Regions from separate parts of the Mus musculus genome. Here regions 1, 2 and 3 are each linked to region 4. A link is a contact called in public HiChIP or PLAC-seq and promoter capture Hi-C data. All regions are on one chromosome and are shown on one strand. Each heading gives the region's core, a stretch centred on a gene start, on an enhancer-like site or on the middle of the called end of the contact. The rest is flanking DNA. Distances are from core to core; before and after follow the strand shown.

Region 1 (5,447 bases), core at 2,644-5,143, 270 kb after region 4:
TACTTATCAGCGGGAGGGATGGGGCAATACAAGCAAATGGAGAAGTACTTATCAGTGAGGTGGGGGGGCAATAGAAATTTTTTCTTTTGGCAGCTACACCGGGAAGCAGGAACTTGGTGGTATCAGGGTGTGGTCAGGACATTGGAGATGATTTAGGGCTGGAACAATCTGTGGTTGTTCTCAGAATCGTTGTGTCTGTGGCCCTCTTTTGACCCCCTTTTCTTCTGGGGGGGGGAGAGGCCCAATTCAGAGATCAGGACAATTGTGTTGTCTTAATGGCTCCCAACACTCTAGAGGAACAGAACTTATAGAATGACTCAACCTCTCTCTCTCCCTCCTCCTCTCCATCTCCCTCTCCCTCTCCCTTTCCCCCCACTCCAGTGTCTCTTTGACAGAGGGAAGAAGAAGAGGAGCTATTAAAGTAGCTTACAGGCTATGGTCCAACTAGTCCAACAATGGCTGTCTACAACTGGAAGGTCCAAGAATCCAGTAGTTGTTAAGTCCATGAGGTTGCAGGTCTCAGCTGTTCTTCAGCATACGCTGGAATCCCAAAGAAGTAGGCACTAATACCAGTAAAGAGTGAATTTACCAGCAGTAGCAACCAAGGAAAAAGCAAGTTAACTTCCTTTTTATAAGTCCTTTATATAGGCTGCCAGCAGGCAACATTATGGTATGACTCCAACAAGTGCTGAAATGGGTTTCATTTTTCCAAGTCTGCTTTTATATCATTCTGGTACAAAGAACAAACACAGCATTAACAAAGGCCCCATCATATTCAGGATCTTATCAAGATGATCAAGATATTGAGCCTACTTTCTTGTCCTAGCCCAAGGTCAAATTCTTGCCAAAATCCTTGAAGTGGCACCAAGAGCTCTCTACACTTGCAGCTAGATCTTATAGAGGCACTTTCTCAACTGAGGCAACCTCCTTTCAGATAACTCTAGTTTGTGTGTCAAGTTGACAGAAGACTAGCCAGCACAAGACCCTAGATAGATAGATAGATAGATAGATAGATAGATAGATAGACAGATAAAGGCTAGGAAGAGGGCTCAATGGTTAAGAGTGTGTACTGCTCTTCAGAGAACCTGGGTTTGGTTCCCAGCACTCATGTCAGGTGGTTAACAACTGCCTGTCATTCCTGCTCCAGGAGCTCCAACACCTCTGGATTCTGAGGGAACTTGCACTCCTGTATGTGAACTTGCTCCTCACTCCAGCTCCATGTATATTGTTTGTTTAAGTAATTTTTTAAAAGAATCTTTAAAAAAACAGTTGGGGCTGGGGATGTAGTTTAGTTGGCAGAGTGCTTGTTTAGCAGGCAGAAACTTTGATCCCCAGAATCAAATAAACTGATTGTGATTGTATTCCTTAGTTTTGTGTTGCTGTAATGGAAGGCAACGTAAGGAAGGAAGCCTTTGTTTTGGCTGTTGTTCATAGCAGAGTAGAGGCATGACAGCTAGAAGGAAGCTGCTCACACCCCCAATTTCTAGAGCACCAAGCAGGTACAAAGACTGCAGGTAGGTAGGGTTTATTTACTGTAAACAACTCCCAAGGCCCCCATCCCTGTCTCCAGTGACATACTTTCTTCATCAAGGCTGCACCTCATAAAAATCTCCAAACAGTGCCACCAACTGGGGGCCAAGTGTTCAAATGCCTGATTCTTGTGGCCATTTCTCATTCTGACTACATAATAGTATTCACCTGTAATCCCATCACGCTGAAGATAAAGGCAGAAAATAGGTCATTCATCAGTACGGATAGGTGGAGGGTCAGAATGGTCTATGTGCAAACCGGCTTCAAAAATTAATAACACAACAAAACAACAAACAAAGAAAAACCTCAAAAATCAAAAACAAAACAAAAAAAACCCCATGAAACCAAACCTGGAAGTATTTTACTGAACTGTAAACAATCCACCTGCTCATCTGGACAATGCATTTATTCATAAAGAGAGATAAGGCAACTCACTCAGACATGTAACATGTACAATATCCAACATGGAATTAATCATTACCTGGCCTTCTCAATGCTTAGAAGGGATAGGCAGGAGGATCACTGGTTTAAGGCAAGTCATGTAACATAATGAATTTGAACCAGCCTGAGTCTGAGTTTGGTTCCAGACCCTGTCTGGAAACAAAAACAAAACTATGAAGAATAAACACCATTGACAGAAACAAAATACCAGATGGAGCAAGAAAGTTTCAAGGGGGACAAAATGAGTAATCTGAGAATTGAGAAGACATCACTTCAGCCACTGCACACATTAGAACCATAAGAAGTAAATACAGTTTTGTTTTGAGGGTCTTTTTGTTTTTGTTTGTTTGTTTTTTTGAGACAGGGTATGCAGCCAGGCAGAACTTGATATGTATAGCAGGTTGGTTTTTAAACTCACAGAATTCTGACTACCTCTGCCTTCTAAGTGCAGGAATTTAAAGCAAAAAATCAAAATATTCTTTTTTTTTTTTTTTTTTTTTTTGGTTTTTCAAGACAGGGTTTCTCTGTGTAGCCCTGGCTGTCCTGGAACTCACTCTGTAGACCAGGCTAGCCTCGAACTCAGAAATTCACCTGCCTCTGCCTTCCAAGTGCTGGGATTAAAGGCATGCGCCACCACGCCCGGCCAAAATATTCTTATTTCATGAGAATTTATAATCAAGTATGGTAGTACAGCACTTGTGGGGTGGAGCAGGATTACAAATTTAAGGACAGTATGTTGTACACAGAGAACTGAATTCCTGCTTTCTTCAAGAACATAAGGTCCTAACCACTGAGTCATTTCTACAGCTCCCTGTTGCTCCTTTGTGAGACAGGTTCAAACATTGTAGCTCAGGCCTGCCTGAAGCTCAGTATATAGCTTCCCTTAGATTCTAATTGAAAATTGATTTGATTTCTAAAGGTAAAATGATTTGAGATGTATGACAGTAGTTCTCAATATTTTCACTGCTGCAATCCTTCAATATAGTTACTTATATTATGATGATTCCCAACCATGATAGTAGCATTTTCATTGCTACTTTATAACTGCAATTTTGCTACTGCTATGAATTATACTGTAAATATCTGATATGCAGAGGATAGCTGATATTCAACAAAGGGGTCACGATCCACAGACCCACAAGATGAGAACTACTGAATTAGAGGTTTAAATATCCATACACAGGGAGTTTTAATGGACATTATGCATTTATTCTGAATTTAGAAATAATTTATATAATGACGTAGCTGAGATTTGAACACTCATTAATAAGGCACAACTTCAATATATAGGATAAAGTCTTACAAAATGAGATTAATGAATCAAAGTGGAGCAGTTTTTATGGCATTTAGAAACTCATCTCAAATCATTGTTGAGAAAGTTCCATCTGGGAGGCTCAGGCAGTGGTATTGCAACAAGTTCAGGTCAAAAGCCTGTCTCAAAAAACAAAACAGAGCTGGGCGTGGTGGCGCATATCTTTAATCCCAGCACTCTCCCAGCACTTGGGAGGTAGAGGCAGGCGGATTTCTGAGTTCGAGGCCAGCCTGGTCTACAAAGTGAGTTCCAGGACAGCCAGAGCTATACAGAGAAACCCTGTCTCAAAAAACCAAAAAACAAAACAAAAACAAAACAGAAATTTCTTTTAATTATACAGTTAGTAACAACGTATTGCATCACACACTTCTTGAGATTCTCTAGGGATATCATATAAAATTTTGTAACTATTTTACTTTTCTCTTTGTGGCGTTTGAACGTTGTCCCTTTCACTGACTACAGTGGGAGCCAGCCACGTGGGCCGTGTCCGCGTTTGGGGACTACATTTCCCAGGGTGCTCCGCCGGAGACTTGACAGGAAGTGGCCGGAGCATCTCCCGCCTCCACGCCGAGGCGAGAAGGTTCTATCCGGGGCCTTGGCGCTTCTCTTTCCTTTCGCGCCGGTTGCCGCTGCGGAGCGCGGCCGGTCCATGTGCGCAGTGAGTGGCGCTATTTCTGCCTCAGTAGCACCGGTGTCCCGGGTCTGACCGACCGCGCGGCGATGGATCCCAACACCATCATCGAGGCCCTCCGGGGCACCATGGACCCAGCCCTGCGCGAGGCCGCTGAGCGCCAGCTCAATGAAGTAAGGACGGCCGGCTAGCGGCTGCTGCGGGCTTGTGGGCCGGCAGGCCAAGACTTCCAGGCCTGGCTGGAGACGCGGAGCACAGCTCCGACGAGCCCATTTGGAGAGGTTGGGCGGAGATCTGACCGCCGTGCCAGGCTCCACTGTGGGGACGCGGCGTCCAGGCCGCCACTCGGTCGGCTTCCGAGTGGGCCTCTGGCCCGGGTCTGGGCGTGTGGAGCCGGCCGAGCTAGGCGGGCGTGACGGTCTGGACACATGGCCGGCTCCCGTGGCCCGCCGCCCTCTGGCTGTCTCCCAGTTTGCTCTCGGGAGGGGGCGAGACAAACTGGGAGGGTGTAGAGATGTGTCCCAGACCAGTCTTTCCGGCGCCCGGTCGGCCGGGGTTCCTGGGGAGGCTAGCTAGTCCACTGGGGGCTGCGCCTGACAGCCTTGTGTGTGCTCTTGGCGGATCAGTGACCTGCCTGTCCGGTACAACTTTCTTCTCGCCGGCGAGGTGCTAGGGACAGATTTCAGATCTGGTAGGGCAGGGGTAGTGTGGGTTACACTGTGCGATCCCCGCTCTGGTACTGTCCTAGTACCACAGTTGGGAGGCGGGATGATGTAGTGGAACGGGTCAGATAAAGTGCGACCTTCTAGGTATAGCAGCCTCAATGATTTCTGGAGTGAGTGACCTTGGGCAAGTCTCACCTCCAGATCCTGAGTTGTACTCATTCATGAAATTAGGCCGTACGGTTGCTGTGATGGTCAAGTGAGATAATCTAGAGCCTATAGAGCTTTCATATGCAACATTAGTGGAGAGTTGGTTTCTCTTCCACGTGTTTTGGGCAGTGCCCCTTGGAAAACTGTTATATTGATATTCTATTGTACTGATTTCATCAGCGTTCTTTTTTTCTGAACTTGGCTATTTTATATATTAGTAAGAATTTAATAGGTTTATAAAAAGGCCTCTGTAAGGTCTCTTTGAGTCTCAGTGTTTTGGTGTGTGTGTGTTCATATACATATATATGTATACTGCATATACACAAATACTAAATTGTATATGCACGCTTTATACACACATATAAGTATCTTTTTTTTTTTTTAATGCAAAAAGAAACCCTTGTTTAAAGAAATCTTAGCCGAGCGGTGGTGGTGCACGCCTTTAATCCCGGCGCTTGGGAGGAAGAGGCAGGAGTATTTCTGAGTTCCAGGCCAGCCTGCTCTACAAAGTGAGTTCCAGGACAGCCAGAACTATACAGAGAAACCCTGTCTCTTAAAAAACAAAAAAGAAAAGAAAAGAAATCTTAAAGCATTGACTTAGAGGAAACATCAGGGAGACTATTAATTGAGCATCTCAAGTTTACCATGCAGTAAAGATAAC
Region 2 (5,093 bases), core at 103-2,602, 310 kb before region 4:
AAAATAGGAATACTTTAAAATGGGACACTGACTTCAGACCAATTAGAAGGTAACTTCAAGAGACACAGTAAGAGCATGGTAGCCCAGACTAGGGTGATAGAAGAAGAAACAGAAGTGGTTAGATCTGATATTTGGTTTGAAGACAAAATGAACACAAAGTCATGGCAGTATGGACATAGGAGAAAGGGAAATGGGTACTGATGAGGGCAAGATTCCTGGCTTGAAAATGATATAGATATATGATTCATTAGGAAAAGAACACTGGTGGCTTACACAGACTAGACTTTTAGATATGTAGTATCTCGGTGTGGTGCTCACAATTTGAAGACATGACCTGGAGAACAAGGAGAGCAAGCTTAAGTTCAAAATCTGTTGCTTTGGCATTCCATTCGCAGATCCTTCCTCCTACATAGGCTGGCTTGATCTTGCTCTGATGTTGAAGGTGGGTTGTCAGACCAAAAAACAGCGGGGGGGGGGGGGGGCAAGGTTCCTCCGCTGTGGTTAGGCGTGAGGAGCACCCCGAATGTGCAATTATCCCCTACAACTAACTTAACCACTTTCTATTTGTCATTCACAGGGCAATACCACATACAGGCTCATTTCACCCGACAACGGTGTGAGAAATTCTAACGTGCGTCTAGGAAACAGAGACAGCAGGTTTAAATTCCCTGTCCTCAGAATCATCTGGAGACTGCTCTTAACATCGCCCTGCCTCCTGAGCATCCACTCTGTGCAAGGAAAAAGACTTAAGAAGCTACCACATAACGAGGTCCTAGTAGATGTCAGGCTCTTAGGAAATTAAAAAGACACCAAGCCCTTACAACTCCATGGCTTTTAAGGACGTTTTCCCACACACACACACACACACACACACTTACCCTGAGTGAGATCACATTAAACTTTCAAAAATGTTTCCTGTAGCGAACATGGGATGGGAGTGAGGAAGTGAAGATGGACCCAAGCAGCAAGGGACCACCCCAAACACCAGACCAGGGGAAAATGAGGTCCCGGGTGTTTGGGTCCCCCGAGACTCCTAAAAGGGTCCGTGATCATCCCCAGGACCCTCCTCCGCGCAGGACGCCTGGCCGACCGCTGGCTGGAGCCCTGAGGCCCGTTTGCCTGCGGTTGTCATAGCAACGGGGCTCGAAGGCTGCCTAACCCTCCCGCCCACCTTTTCCCTCAGGGTAGGGCGAGTCAGCGTTGCGAGGCCACTCACCACAACGGCCGGCGGGCTGCCCCTGACAGAGGCACACACTTGGACCCGAGTGGTCCCCCAGCCCCGAACGCCACACCTAAAGAAGCTGAACTTTTCTAAGGCCCGGGATGCCGACCCAGGAGGTGGACGGGGTCTGCACCGGGACAAAGCGCGACAGCAAACGCGAAGCCCCAGCCTTCCGCGCGCAAGTGAGGCCTGTGAGGAGAGCGGGGGCCGCACAACGGCGCCCGCGTGCCCGGGAGCCTGGTCTCCGCGGGCCGCACCCCAGACACGGAGCGGGGAAGCCTGCCTCGAGCACCGTGTCAAGTAAAACGCTTTTCAACAGCACTGTCGCTATCGTGACGGGATGTTCCGACTTATTCTCAGTCATGGCCCAGGCGGCCGGTGCTCGTGCGGCGAGGCTCGCCCGTCCAGGGGGCCTCATACGATGTGAACGTGGTCAGGGCGTCTCTGCTGAGAGCTGGGTGTGGATCCTCACAGAAAGGCTGAAGTGGCCCGTGACGAGTCAAATAACATATCTCTAGACTTGTCCCAAGCCTCTGTGGGACCATCTCCAATGTATGTCGCAAGCAATGGAGCCGTGAAAAGCTGGCTACAGCTGTATGCTAATGTTCTATTATTGATCTGAACTAGGAATGGCTTCTGTGGGCGGGTCCTCTCTCCAGCAGCTGTCGGGAAGAAATTCAACTCTACTTGGACTAGCATAATTATTCAAGGCAGATGTCTTCTAAAATTAAGGTGATTGATAGCCAGTAACAGTACAGCAAAGCAATTAATTTTATTGCTTACAGGTGTACATTTGGCAACTACTTAATCCTGTTGCTTTCATAGGAGGGAAAAAAGTGCTCAAAATGGGCACAAGTAGTTGGTAACTTCATTTTGGAAACCATTTTTCAACCACAAATACTCCCTGCCATGTACTATATTAATAGAACTTTGGGATCTTGGCCAAGCAATGTTCTGGAAAATTACAGAACTATCGTCTAACAAGAGTCTGGAAGAGATGTGAGAATTTGCACTCTGTATGTCCCCCTTGCCTGTATAGAAAGATGGCATGATTGCCCATCCAAGCCTAAGTCTGAGCATGAGTTTGAGGAGATAAACTACTATCTGCTTCACTGAACTGTGACATGCATGGATCCGCCTTTAACAAACCCCTACGAAGGCTTTTAGACTCCGGACCCTTCCAAAAAACAACTTCAAACATCTGACAAAGCCTAGTTAAGGGACAACACTGGTAGGAAGAATTGTTGGAAAGGCATGCTGGTGAGTCCTCCCCTGCAGTCTGTCAGTGATGCCCAAACTTGCTCAACACCAGACATCTACCGGGAATTTTTGTTTTACTTTATTTTGTGTTTAAGTGTAGATTCACAAATTATACACTCAGAGATTCTGATTAAATAGGTCCCAGTTTTGAACGGGTGGGTAGGTGTGTGTGTGTGTGTGTGTGTGTGTGTATGTGTTTCTAGCACTGGTTAGGAACCAGTAGGCTAGGGTTTTGTTTTGTTTTGTTTTGTTTTTTCTGAGTTGGGTCAGACCATCGAAGCACACTGTGTTTGTAGTCTGGGAAGATAGTTTCAGTTGATAAAATACTGACTTCAAGCATGAGTACCTGAGGTTGATTCCCAGAACCCAAGTTAAAAAAAATAAATTGAAAACTGGGCACAGAGGCACATGCTAATAATCCCAGCACTAAGGAGGTAGAGACAGGAGGTTTCCTGAGGCTTACTGGCCAGCTATCATAGACTAATTGGTAAGTTTCAGACCAGTGAGCAGTCAAAAACCAAAGTTGACAGTTCCTTGGAACAACACCACCTAAAGCTGACTTCTAGCCTAAACACACACACGCACACACACGCACACACGCACACACGCACACATACACACATACACACAGGTCCATTTATTTGGGTGCATATGAACATGTATCTCTGCCGTGTTTATATGGAGATCAGAGGACAACTCTTGGGGCTCAGTTCTCTCCTGCCACCTTGTGGGATTTGCAGTTCAAACAAGTTCAGGCCTGCATATGTGCAACCTCTACCCACTGAGCTGTCTCACTGATACCCTCCAAAATGTTTAAGGCTGAGTGTACCACCTTATCTTCCCCTTGGAACTCTGCCTATCGCAAGTCTTTAGCATCAGCCTTGCTCCATTTGCTTATATTAAGAAACGATATCAGTGGCTTGCAAGCACGGCTTGGTAGATAAAGACACTGAGTAGATAAAGATACCAATCCTGACAACCTGTCCCATTCCCAGAACACATGCAAAGGTAAGAGAAAGCCAACACCTGCATGTTGTCCTCTGACCTCCATACATGCACCGTGGCACAAGCACATGTGCACACATGTGCAGACACAATAATAAAAATAAATAAGTTTTAAATAAGAATGGAGCTTTTCCCCTGACAGTAAGTAAAATATTTGTGACATCTCTGCATTTGTTAGAGGGTTTGTTTTGTTTGAGACAGAACTCACTATACAACTCTAGGCGTCCTAAAACTCGATGTGTAGACCAGGCTGGCCACAAACTCACAGAGACCCACTTGCCTGCTGGGTACTGGAATATAAGGCATGCACCACTCTGCCTAACTTTAAAGCGGTTTTAAGAATGTCCCAACCCCGTAGCAGAATCTTTCCAGCTTATCTAAGCCAGGGTTTCTCCTTTTTTTGGTTCATAAGCCACTAAAAAGAAATATGTTTTATATTGCCACCCACTGTATATGTATTTACTAACAGAAACACTTCTGAGATTTAGTTGGCCTCTAATTCCATCTGGAGAAGGTTCTAGGCTCTACAGGACCAGAGTGAGTGCTGGGGATGTAACTCAGCAAAAGAGGACCCACCTAGCATGTGTACCGCCCTGGGTTTGCCAGGACTGCAAAATAAATGAACAACTCATATGATTAGATTAGGCCCATCCAAAAATTCAGGATAGTCCCCCACTTCTATAAAGAAATAGCTGTGGGTATAGAGCCCTTGCCAACTAATATAATTACTTTATGCCCCCATAGGACAGTCCATGCAAGAAACTTTCAATTCTGTTAGGAAAAATAGTCATGCCTTATCCGTATGAAGGGAGAAAACCATGAGATCAACTTCATTTCCCTTCTTAGCATGGATTCCAGGAGATGATGGGGCTCAGATTTGCAGTTCAGTTTTAATAACTTGGCTAAACTTAGCAGCTCACATGTCTACAGCTCTCTTTTATCCTCTTCCATGTTCCCCTCATTCTGACTTTGATTTTTTATTGACTACTATATTGATGTTTATCTTATGCTGCCCCACACGCTTTGCACTTGCTGTTTTTTCTGCTTCTAAAGCTCTGCTCTCTTAGCTCTCCAAGGCTGCTGCTTTCTCATAATTCAGACTGTACAGTTGCCCCCTCCTCAGAAAGCCCACCCCAACCTCCTCTCTAGAGGATTCCCCCATACACATACCCCCAGTCTATCATCTTATCTTGTTTCATCTACAAACACCATATAAAGTGGTAGACCCCAACAGAAATTAAAACCTCCTTAGGAAGAAATTAAATTTTGAATTATATACTTTTCAAATAAGTCCCCCTTCCAAAAAAATCTTAATATAACATAATCTAAACACCTCTGCATTTGTCCTTATAGAGAGAAACCAATGAAGCTACACAGGAAGGTGATGCACTCGGGAGTCTGTGAAACCCACACAGAGACATCCTGGATCTTCTTAGGAAATCTTGGTGTTGTGCCAGACGAAAAACATTTTTCAGAGTATTCAAGTTGCTCAAAGCAGCCACATTAAATATTATGGCTAGTTACCAGAGCCCAGGTCCTCAGAAAAGAATTGCAGCACCATAACCATTAACACAACAAACTCTAGACACTGCCAAGGACCTCGCTC
Region 3 (4,768 bases), core at 1,168-3,667, 340 kb after region 4:
AAGATAATATTTTTTAATTATGTATATGAGGGAAAGGATGTGACAGGAGTGTAGAAATCATGTAGACCAGAAAACAGTATTGGTCTTCTGGAAATGAACTTACAGTTGCTTGAAGCTGCCTTACGCGGGTGCTGAGAACTGAACTCTGGTCCTCTGGAAATGAAGCACCCTTAACCTCTGAGCCAAGTTAAAACCATAGGGAATTTTTCTTCTGTGCTTTTCATCTTAGGATGCACACACACTCCCTCTGCTAGGGATTGAGTTCTGCGTCATGAGTGCTAAGCATGTGCTCTTGTTGATTTTTAAAAGTCTCACCCTTCAGCTGTGGAGTAACTTTGTCTACCTATGTAAAAACTGACCTTTTTGCATGTCTTCTTCATTTAGGAGAAAAGCCATATGTCTGTACAGTTCCTGGGTGTGACAAACGGTTTACAGAATATTCCAGTTTGTATAAACACCATGTCGTTCACACTCACTCTAAACCATACAACTGTAACCACTGTGGGAAGACGTACAAACAGATTTCCACACTGGCCATGCACAAACGGACAGCCCACAACGACACAGAGCCCATTGAGGAGGAGCAGGAAGCCTTCTTCGAGCCTCCCCCAGGTGAGTGCTTTAACAATCATATCTGTTGTGAGTTTATAACCCATGCTGTCTTCTCTAGTCCTTCAGTTTCATTTGTATAGTCATGACAAGTGCTGCAGAAAGACACCAGTGCTCGGCATTGTGGAAGAAGGAGAACTTGTATCCTCTGGGAAAGCAGAGAGGGCTTCCCGGAGAAATGTTGTGTTCTTGGAAAGATTATAAAGGTGGATGGGATGATGGAGGCAAAGAAGCAATGCCTGGGAGAAGGGAAGGGAAGAAGGGGACTTGAAGATAAAAGGAAGGTTTGGCACATGGGAAAGCCCCCAGTGCTTGACGAGAGGAAAGCAAGTTGGAGACTCTCTGGAAAAAGCCTGGCCAGTGTGGCAGTTCCTCCCAGGAAAGCAAAGACTTTTCTCATTTTCAGCACCTGAATGAAATGTTCAGAAATATTTAAGTTTATAATTAAACTTGGGAAATAGCACGTGCTCAAATGTATTCAGTGCAAGACTGCTCTCCAGCCACAAGCCTCTAAGCAGTCACACCGGAGGCATATAGAACTCATCCCTTTCTTCCACCACCCTCCAGCAGAGGCTTACTCCGTAGCCCAGGCTAGCCTTGAATTTGGAGTAGTCTTCCTGCTACAGCCTCTCAAATGCTGGGCTTACAGGCCTGATCCACTGCACCTATGTAGAGAGTATAAGCTTTCATTCACAACAAGAAAGAAACAACTGCTAAATCCTTTTAATTAGAAAAAAAGGCTTTGGGGGTTGGGAGAAGACACCACTGTTAGAGTGCCGTGCAAGCGAGTGTGAAGATCAGAGTTAGGATCCCACACAAATGCCTGTTGAATTTCACCAGTAATTCCAGTCTTGGAATTCAGACATAGTCTCCCTGAGCGTGCTGGCTTGCTAGGCTAGCCATATCCATGAGCTCTGGGGTTCAGCTGAGAGATCCTGCCTTGATGAATGATGTGGAAAGCTATCAAGGAAGACTCCTCATGGAGTCCCAGCCTCTGCATGGACATGAATGCACATCTCAACTACACATGGGGGAAAAAAAGCAGACTTTAATAATGTCAAATGTAATTTATAAGACCTGCACAGCATGTCTTTACTCTCCTCCTTATATGTTGATATCTCAGACTGTAAGAGATTTTCTCAGTCTGTAAAATGGCCTATAATACAGTATATTTTAAAAGCAATGATTGGCCAGGCTGTGGTTGTGTTGCCTTTATCCTAGCATGCAGGATGCGGAAGCAGGCCAGCCTGGACTACAGAGTGAGTTCCAGGACAGCCAGGGCCACATGAGAAACCCCGGAAAAAAACAAACAAGCAAACAAACCAAACAAAAAACCCAACTATGATTACTTTTCAAAAAATACAGATCTGTGCTTTCTCTGACATAATCTCTGGTTTTGACATAATCTTTGGGAATAATGGTGTATAAATAACTGTGGGGGAAAAAAGGGAAGAACATTACACCTCAGTGACTGCTGCCATCTGAACACATGATAGTTAGACCTGACACTGAAATCCTTCATATCCTAATTCTCAGATTAGTAGTACAGTCTTAAGTTCTTCTTTGAACAGGTAAAGTTTCCCTTTCTTCCTTGCTCCGTGGGAGTTAGCCAGTATTGAGAGAGAGAGGCCAGTCACCCACTCGAGTAGTTCTGCTGCTGAAATTGTCATTCATGTGCTGGTTTTTGTGGAAGAAAAATGTACCTGAACTGGATGGAGTTCTTGTTTAGTCACTTAGGAAATGATTAACCTCAGCCCAGATAGTCACTACATTTATAGCCATGCGTAGTCTTTACACAATGATGTCATTGTGTACTAATAGATTGCTGTCAGTCACGTGTGTAAAAGACTGAGTAGGTTGGTAGACTGTGTACAAGCCATTCTGGTTTTGTGGTTAATGCTTATAGACTCTTTTATTACCTTCCTGAGACTTAAGTGACTTCAGGAGCCAAGAGGGCAAATGTCTGTGTATATGGCTCTTCCCTTCTGTGTCCCCTGTGCGTATGTGCACAGCATCCCATAATCATCACAGCTAAGTGTAAAGGAGAGGCCTTCCAAAACCAGAACACTTGACATTGATGGGCAGGGTTGGGCTGGGTTGGGTTTGGTGTGATTTGGTTTGGCCTGGCCTGGCAGATGTGAAGATGGACTTGTTAAGAAGTTCTGAAACTTTTCTCAGGGTTTAGAATATAAAACTATTTGCTTTCTTTTGTTTGTTTGTTTGTTTTTTTTTTTGAGACAAGGTTTTGTACAACCTAGATCGGCCTTGAACTCCCTGTGTAACCTAGGCAGCCCTTGAACTGCTTCCTCTTCCCAAGTGCTAGAAGGACAGGCCTAGTGTTGTCTAAATAGATTGGTTGTTCAAGTAAATTATTCATTTATTTTAAACAGGTCAAGGTGATGATGTTCTTAAAGGGTCCCAGATCACATATGTTACAGGTGTAGATGGAGAGGACATTGTATCTACACAAGTAGCCACAGTAACCCAGTCTGGGCTGAGTCAACAAGTCACACTCATATCACAGGATGGGACTCAACATGTAAGTATCTACTAACAGCCAAGGAAGTGAAATCTTTTCTTCACCAGGAATTGAAAGACAGGCTGGGTGCCTGTGGAGGAGACCCTTGAGTGGGAAGCATGATGTTTGTACTTAGGCCTCGAGAGCTGCAGTCCTCAGCCTTCCTAAGGCTGCCACCCTTTAACACAGCTCCTCATGTTCTGGTGGCCCCAACCATAATGCTATTTTTGTTGCTACTTCATAACCATAATTTTGCTACTGTTTTGAATTGTAATGTAAATATATGTGCTTTCTAATAGTCTTAGGCGACCCCTATGAAAGTGTCATTTGACCCTGAAGGGGTCAAAACCTACAGGTTGAGAACTACTGCTCTCAGCAGTGGCAGATCTCCCACAGATCTTCCGTGGTCTGCTGAGAAGAACTATTTGAAGTAATAACAGTAGAAGATATTTGCATCCACGTGGGGCTATTAGGCTCTGCCAAAGGGCATGGCCACTTCGCTTATCCCATGATGGGAGAGTTTGTAGGGAAGGTAGAGACACCTCTCCAGGGGTGGGAAAATGCACTGTGTCTGAGATGTGGGAATGCCTGAGCTGGTTGGGGGTGGGGGACCTCTGGGGAGGAATGGGGTTGGTGAGTGGGGATAGTCCTTGGCTTGGCAGTGGCTGGCGTGGTGGTAGTTGTGGCTGGGAGCGCAGAGAGGTCTACAGGAGACTAGGCTGTGGCTCTGTAGACGAAGGCCTTCTTCACAGCTTCCTTCCCGCATCAGATCTTGATGAGAAGAGACCATGGTTCTGAACAGTTTGTTGTCATGGTGGAAATGGATGCGTAAAACCATAGCCTCAGGCTAGAGGATGGCTCAGCGGTTAAGAGCACTGACTGCTCTTCCAGAGGTCCTGACAGCTGCCGTATACTAATAAATAAAATAAACAAATCTAAAAGAAAAAAAAAACATACCCTCCTTTTCAGGGTGGGCCTGAGATTAAATACCTTTTGCAGGGAGAAGTGTCTAGAAAGAGAAGCTTATTGGCTAAGCCCTCCAGGCCTCTAGGTACCTCGTTAGCATGGAGAACTCTGTTTTGGGCCTATGTGACCACAGGTCACATCTCTTTTATGTGAGAAGCATGGCACATGTTCCAAGTCAGGAGTCTGGCAAGGAGCTGGGAGTCGCCTAAGCCTCGGGGTGTGTGCCCACCAAGTCTCCAGGTCTCAACCTCCTCTAACTTACCAAACTTTCTGGCCTGGATTTACGTCCCACACATCCATAGAATCCAAATGGCATTAGCTGGTGTGGGTCAAAGATGAAGCGACAAAGATCAGAATCCCAAGGTGATTGTGAGGTTCAAAAGTACTGCATCTGGGCTGGAGAGATAGTAGTACAGTAGTTAAGAGTACTGGCTGCTCTTCCAGGGTCTTAAGTTCAATTTCCAGAACTCATATGGTGGCTTATAACTGCCTATAATGTGCCATCTTCTGGTGTGCAGACATGTATATGTAGACAAAATGCTTAAATACATAAATAAATTTTTTTTAAAGTAGTGGGTCTGGCTAGGTGTGGTGGTGAGTGACTTTAATCCCAGCACTCCTGAGGCAGGCAATTCAGTGAGTTCCAGCCCAGCCTGTTGTACATGATGAGACCCT
Region 4 (5,203 bases), core at 1,615-4,114:
GTCTCAAAACACAGAGCAAAAGCAAACCCCAAACCAAACAACCCCCTACTCCCATTCACAGTAGGAGCTGTAAAATTATAGACCAGGAGCTGGAGAGATGGCTTGGTTAGTTAAGTGTGCTAGCTACTGCTGCAGAGGACAGGAAGGAGTTCAGTTCCCAGCACCGGAGTTGGTCATCTTACAAGCAGCTATCACACTGGCTCCAGAGAATTCAATATCCTCTTCTGACCTCCACAGATACCCGTTGTGGACATGACCACACACAAATATTTTAAGTGATTAAAAAAATTTATACATCAGATAAAGAAGGCTCAATTTGCCTTTCACTGAAAAGAGGGAGAAAGATCCCTGACCAAAGTTTAAGAGGGCACAAGAGAGTAGCTATTGGTAGTTAGTACAATAAACTCAGTCCCATCTGAAATGAAACCTCCCCGGCCTAGAGCTTTCTGTTTAGGCTACAGTATTCCTTTAGACTTGTATCAGACACTCAGGACCCCAGTCTAAGATCTGACACTTCTGCTTAGGAACAAAATGAGACATCATAAGAACAGTCTGAGTTAACAGTAGGAGCCACGGTTTATGTAGCAGGTGATACCTTGGTCCGAGACACTTACCAATCTTTCTGAGATATATTCTTATTATAAATGTGCCCAGGATTCTCTTTATAGGGAGGGCAGATGCATTTACATCTCACATCTTCAAAATTCTGCAATAAAAGTGAAAACACTATAACTTCTTTATAGTTTATCGTCAATATTTTTTTTAAATCTACACATGTACATTTTGCTAAGTATCCCTGTCAGATATTCTAAAACCATTATAAAGATTTAGGTTTGAGAGATACAAGTTCCTAAAATCTGTAAGACACTATCTGTGCCTTATTAAACTCATTTATGAATTGCATGACAATCAATTGTGTTATTATCATCTACCTGCCACTAGAAAAGCATATCATGACAGGCAATAGGGCCTACAAAGAGATATTCGGATATGAAGGGATTGGGGAGAAGGGAATTAAAGATTATTTATAAGCAAGTCACAGGTGTAGGCTGGGGATGGGTTTAGCTCAGTGCTAACACATACGCTTAGCATGCATAAGGCCAATTCAATCTGTAACACAATAGGGTGAGGAGAGTCAGAATTCTTCTAATTTCTTCTTTTCTAACTTTTTCCTTTTGGGAGAAAGGCACTGGGCATGGATAAAAGGGGCTGAGTGAGCTATAAACAGGATGAAGATTGAGGGGCACTCAGCCAGTGCTAGAAGGGAAGTCAAAAGGGAAAGTAGTTTGAATCTTCCCATTGTCCCCCAGGAAACTTGTCTGGCAATCCATGGTTGACAAGAAAAGCAACTCCTAGCAATACGAGTTTCAGGAGGCAAAGCAAGCAGGCATTAAATGCTGCATAAATCCAAGAGATGCTTTCTCAGCAAAGGGTTGTTTATTCGAGAAGGCTGTGGCTCATTAGTCCCCACTGAGACATATCCACCACTCCTAGGTACAATGAAATGTCTGGCAGAGCTGTTGACAGGTCCTAAATGTATCAGTAACCACTGTGCCAGAGCCTGTGCTCAATGAGGAGGACTCAGAGAAGCAAAAGACACAGCTCCTGTTTCCTGGGACAAATCCTATCAAGGGGAGACGGATGTTTATATCATGATACACTACATAAAATGGTAATGTTTGACATCCATACAGAGAGTCCATACTAGAAGTATTTCAAAAGTTGGGAAACTTTTTGCTGTCCCTATTTCTGATGACACCAGAAAGACTGAAAAAAAAAAAAAAACCAAATTGCTCAAAAACACCTGCCTACCTGTGACCTATCTTTCCCAGCCCTTTATAACATTTAAAAATATTATAAAACTTTTTAAAAATGCAGTGTCACTATTTCCCACTACACCGTGGAGTCTTTCTATTTTGCCCCAAAATTAGTTAGCCCACTGGGAGGAAAGCACATGTTTTCTTGGGCCAGAACAGCTCTGGGTCACCAGAAAATATATGGGGACCAAAAGGTTTAGAAACACAGTGAGGAATAGGACACAACTTCCTGTCACCTCTCTCCTAGGCTAGTAAATTATCAGAAGAGGGGTGTGTGTGTGTGTGTGTGTGTGTGTGTGTGTTTTCCTGGAGGGGATCTTGGTGAGAGTATCAGGCTAGTGGGGTGGCCCTACAGGTCCTTCTGGGAACGGGTAGTTGCCATGAGATTCGAGCCCCCACCATGGCAAGGGAATCTGCTTATCAATGAGTTGAGAGGAGCTAGTCCCTAGTAGGGAAGACTTCGGGGAGATGAGGGTGAGGGGAGCTAGTCCCTACTAGAGAAGATTTCAGGGAGATGAGGGTTTCCCACCGTTTGGATTGGGGGCTGAGAGCTGCCCAAGTTTAAGGGTGGAAAGTTCAAAGCTCCCAGGGCTGGAAAGTTCCGGGTGTGTCCCGTCGGGGCTGGGAAGGGAAATGTCAAGAGGCAGAGGGTTATAGACCCCGCTCTGGCACTGTTTGGGGCTAAGGCTTAGGATGCTCTAGAGAGGGCCAGCCCGGGCTGTGAAGCGGGGTCGGGGGGATTTGGCTGTCGGATTGGGAGACCGGAGAGTGGGGAGCAAGTGGTCAGCCCCAGTTTCTGCCAGGCCAGAGGCAGGGGCGGAGCTCCTGTCAGGAGCCGGGCGGGGCGGGACTCACCTTGGCGGCGCCTGTCAGCTGCGCGAGCAGCAGCACCGACAGCGCCAGGCAGGACATGCTGAGCCCCGAGCCCAGCCGCAGCAGGTTTCCGCACCATAGGCTCGCCATCGCGGGAGCCAGCCGCTCCTGCGAGCCCCGAGCCCCGCGCCCGGCTCGGGATCCGGCTCGGGATCCTCCGCCCGCACTTCCGCCTGGGCCTGCGCGTCACCGTCCGCGCCGGGTCAGCTGCGAGAAAGCCTCCGCCCCGGAAACGGTTCCGGGTGCACAAGGCCCGCCACGGTCGCGGCCCCGGGGGTGCACTAAAGGCTGGGGGTCTTCCCCGGCCAGAGCTGGCGAATCCTGCACCCCAAGGGAGCAGGCCATGCGGATCTAGTCCCGCAGGCCGGGTGAACCCCATCCCCGGGAACTGCGAAGGCCGAGAGGGTGCTGTTCAGGAGACCTGACCAGAAGAGCCCGAGCGTCCTTAGATCGGAAGCCCACCCGGCGATGGAGGCTCGAGGCTCCGCACCGGGGCTTCAGTACGAACCTGCGGTCCGTGCGCCTCCAGGACACAGACTCCTGCCCGGCTCCCAACAGTAACTGTGAGCTGTCCACGCGGGTGTGGCTTCCACTAGGGGCTGACAGCCTTGGTCCAGTCTAGGACTGGGAAGTGGGCCACGGCGGCGAATCTGGGCTGGCTCAAGTCAGGCTTTGCAAGATGCGGACGCCCCTGGAGCATCCCCCGCCCAGGACTCCTGGAGGTGGAGAATCCAGGAGCCAAGCTCCTGTGAGGCAGTGCCTATTTAAAACAGTTGACCTCTCAGTCAGTTCTGGGAGCGCAGACCCTACTCCATGGGGTGTCTTTTTCTGTAGATACTTCAGGAGCACCCTGGAGAGAACATAGAGCTGCTCATTAAAATATTTTTTCCACTTAGTAGAGACTCTGGGGGTAGAGAAAGGGATGCAGCGTGCTCATCACAGCCCTTAGGGATTTGCTGAATGTCATAAGGGAAAATCACTTCCTTTCAATAAAAGGGGATTAAGTTTTATGATTTTCAATTTTTACTTATAAGACACCCCCACCCCGCCCCTTCAAGTGGTCCTTTCCTGGTTGGTGGAAATGTCTTTCTTAATTTACAGGTAGAAATTTCGCAGCGTTTTTCTGCTATGTGATTCTTGTCGATACTAGACTAGAATCTAACACAAAGTGCTATTGCATTAAATGTATTTAGCCCTTTTTTAGTCCTAAATGGCAACTAGCCCAAAGGACTAGATGCTTTCGCACCAGTTCTTGTGACAATCCTGTCACAGTGGGAATAATTGTCCTTCTAAGGGGTGTCCTACTAATCGCAGGGCTGTCAGGATAAAATTTGTTGGTGAGGTATTGTAGATCATCCTGTCACAGTGGGGATAATTGTCCTTCTAAGGGGTGTCCTACTAATCGCAGGGCTGTCAGGATAAAATTTGTTGGTGAGGTATTTAGATCTGATTGCTAAAAGCTGACTTAGTAGCCAGTTTGGATCAGTTTAGAGCTGTATGTCTGACATGTCCTTCAGATAAAGCATAGGAACCCTCCTTCAAAATTCTTTTCAGAGCCAATGCTCGTTGGATGCCTTTGATCCCAGAGGCAGGCAGATCTCTGAGACAAGGCCAGTCTGGTCTACAAAGTGAGTTCCAGGACAGGCTACATGGAGAGACCCTGTGTCACAAAAAGGAGGAGAAAGAGAAAGAGGAGGAGAAGGAAAATGAGGAAGGAGGAAGAGGAGGAGGAGGAGGAAGAAAGAAAACGAAGAAGGAGAAACAAAGAAAAAGAATTCTTTTCAGAGATTTGATGGGGGGGGGGTACAGAGATAAAGGACTGCAGCAATGCCTCAGGCTGGTGGGTTATTTTCAGTTATTTTCTTCTCTTTGTCCATGCTGTCTCAAACTAGTGGGCTCAAGAGATTCCCCTCCCTCAGGCTCCCTAATAACTGACTACAGGTATGGGCCACCAAGTCAGGCCCACCTCATCTGTTTAATGAAGAAGACCACATAACACTCAGTATGGGCAGAGCTTTAGAGCTACATGTGGCAATCAAATATTTGATTGCGAGGAATCTAAATCGAGTGTTGTATGCTGTATTTCGAGGTCAATACAAGGTAAACAAAATCTTTTTATTTTAAAATACTGATTAAAGTTGGGGCTGCAGAGCTGACTCAGCAGTTGTGAGCCCTTGCTGCTCTCGCAGAAGATTGAAGTTTGGTTTGCACCATCCACGTGGCAGCTTACAACCTTCTGTAACTCTGGTTCCAGGGGATTGGGTCCGCTCTTCTGTTTCCCAGTGGCACTGACACATATGGTACACATGTGTACATTTTTCGAAACACTCATACACGCAAAATTAAAAATTGAAATAGTGGTTAAAATTTAAATATTTTGAATGTATTGGATCATGTCTCCATGTGTGTCCTTTCTCTCAGCTTGTCTGCCTGGGACCCCCTGAGCACGAACCCTAGTCCTCCCACACAGCCCCATTTTCACTAACAAGATGAAACAATCATGAACCAGGAAA

Evidence for each region. HiChIP or PLAC-seq counts read pairs in DNA pulled down with a chosen protein or histone mark. Capture Hi-C pulls out chosen DNA fragments and counts their contacts.
Region 1: a contact with region 4 is called in an H3K4me3 HiChIP or PLAC-seq map of embryonic stem cells, with 19 read pairs. The contact joins the promoter of Ipo7 here to the promoter of Tmem9b in region 4. A contact is called at or near these places in 1 of 484 Hi-C or Micro-C datasets (erythroblasts), 4 of 115 datasets of contacts at active chromatin or transcription factors (bone marrow-derived macrophages, effector CD8 T cells, embryonic stem cells and 1 more) and 2 of 9 other capture datasets (adipose tissue and pancreatic islet).
Region 2: a promoter capture Hi-C map of adipose tissue shows a contact between it and region 4. The contact joins the promoter of Stk33 here to the promoter of Tmem9b in region 4. A contact is called at or near these places in 5 of 39 promoter capture datasets (the C10 cell line, embryonic stem cells, liver and 1 more), 2 of 115 datasets of contacts at active chromatin or transcription factors (embryonic stem cells and trophoblast stem cells) and 1 of 9 other capture datasets (adipose tissue).
Region 3: an HNF4G HiChIP or PLAC-seq map of pancreatic cancer cells shows a contact between it and region 4. The contact joins the enhancer-like site here to the promoter of Tmem9b in region 4. A contact is called at or near these places in 3 of 39 promoter capture datasets (the HPC-7 cell line, hippocampal neurons and neutrophils), 1 of 484 Hi-C or Micro-C datasets (nephron progenitors) and 5 of 115 datasets of contacts at active chromatin or transcription factors (embryonic hindbrain, embryonic limb bud, extraembryonic endoderm stem cells and 2 more).

Annotation. Positions count from the first base shown.
Region 1 is chr7:110,014,422-110,019,868 of GRCm38.p6, forward strand. Ipo7 (importin 7) reads left to right here and starts at 3,894. Exons shown (of 25, transcript NM_181517.5): 1 at 3,894-4,087. The coding sequence starts at 4,004.
Region 2 is chr7:109,437,701-109,442,793 of GRCm38.p6, forward strand. Stk33 (serine/threonine kinase 33) reads right to left here and starts at 1,353. Exons shown (of 14, transcript NM_054103.1): 1 at 1,217-1,353. 1700095J03Rik (RIKEN cDNA 1700095J03 gene) reads left to right here and starts at 918. Exons shown (of 2, transcript NR_152110.1): 1 at 918-2,482.
Region 3 is chr7:110,085,729-110,090,496 of GRCm38.p6, forward strand. It overlaps Zfp143 (zinc finger protein 143), which reads left to right. Exons shown (of 16, transcript NM_001374618.1): 12 at 385-612; 13 at 3,000-3,148. Among named protein-coding and RNA genes, the nearest start is that of Zfp143, 26 kb to the left of the region's middle. Within about 2 kb of position 2,418, at least 49 of the 459 cell types and tissues checked have an H3K27ac peak or open chromatin away from gene starts, as enhancers often do. A contact at or near this core is called in extraembryonic endoderm stem cells and pancreatic cancer cells, where this site is marked.
Region 4 is chr7:109,749,399-109,754,601 of GRCm38.p6, forward strand. Tmem9b (TMEM9 domain family, member B) reads right to left here and starts at 2,865. Exons shown (of 5, transcript NM_020050.1): 1 at 2,673-2,865; 2 at 615-706. The coding sequence starts at 2,780. It also overlaps the pseudogene 4930431P19Rik.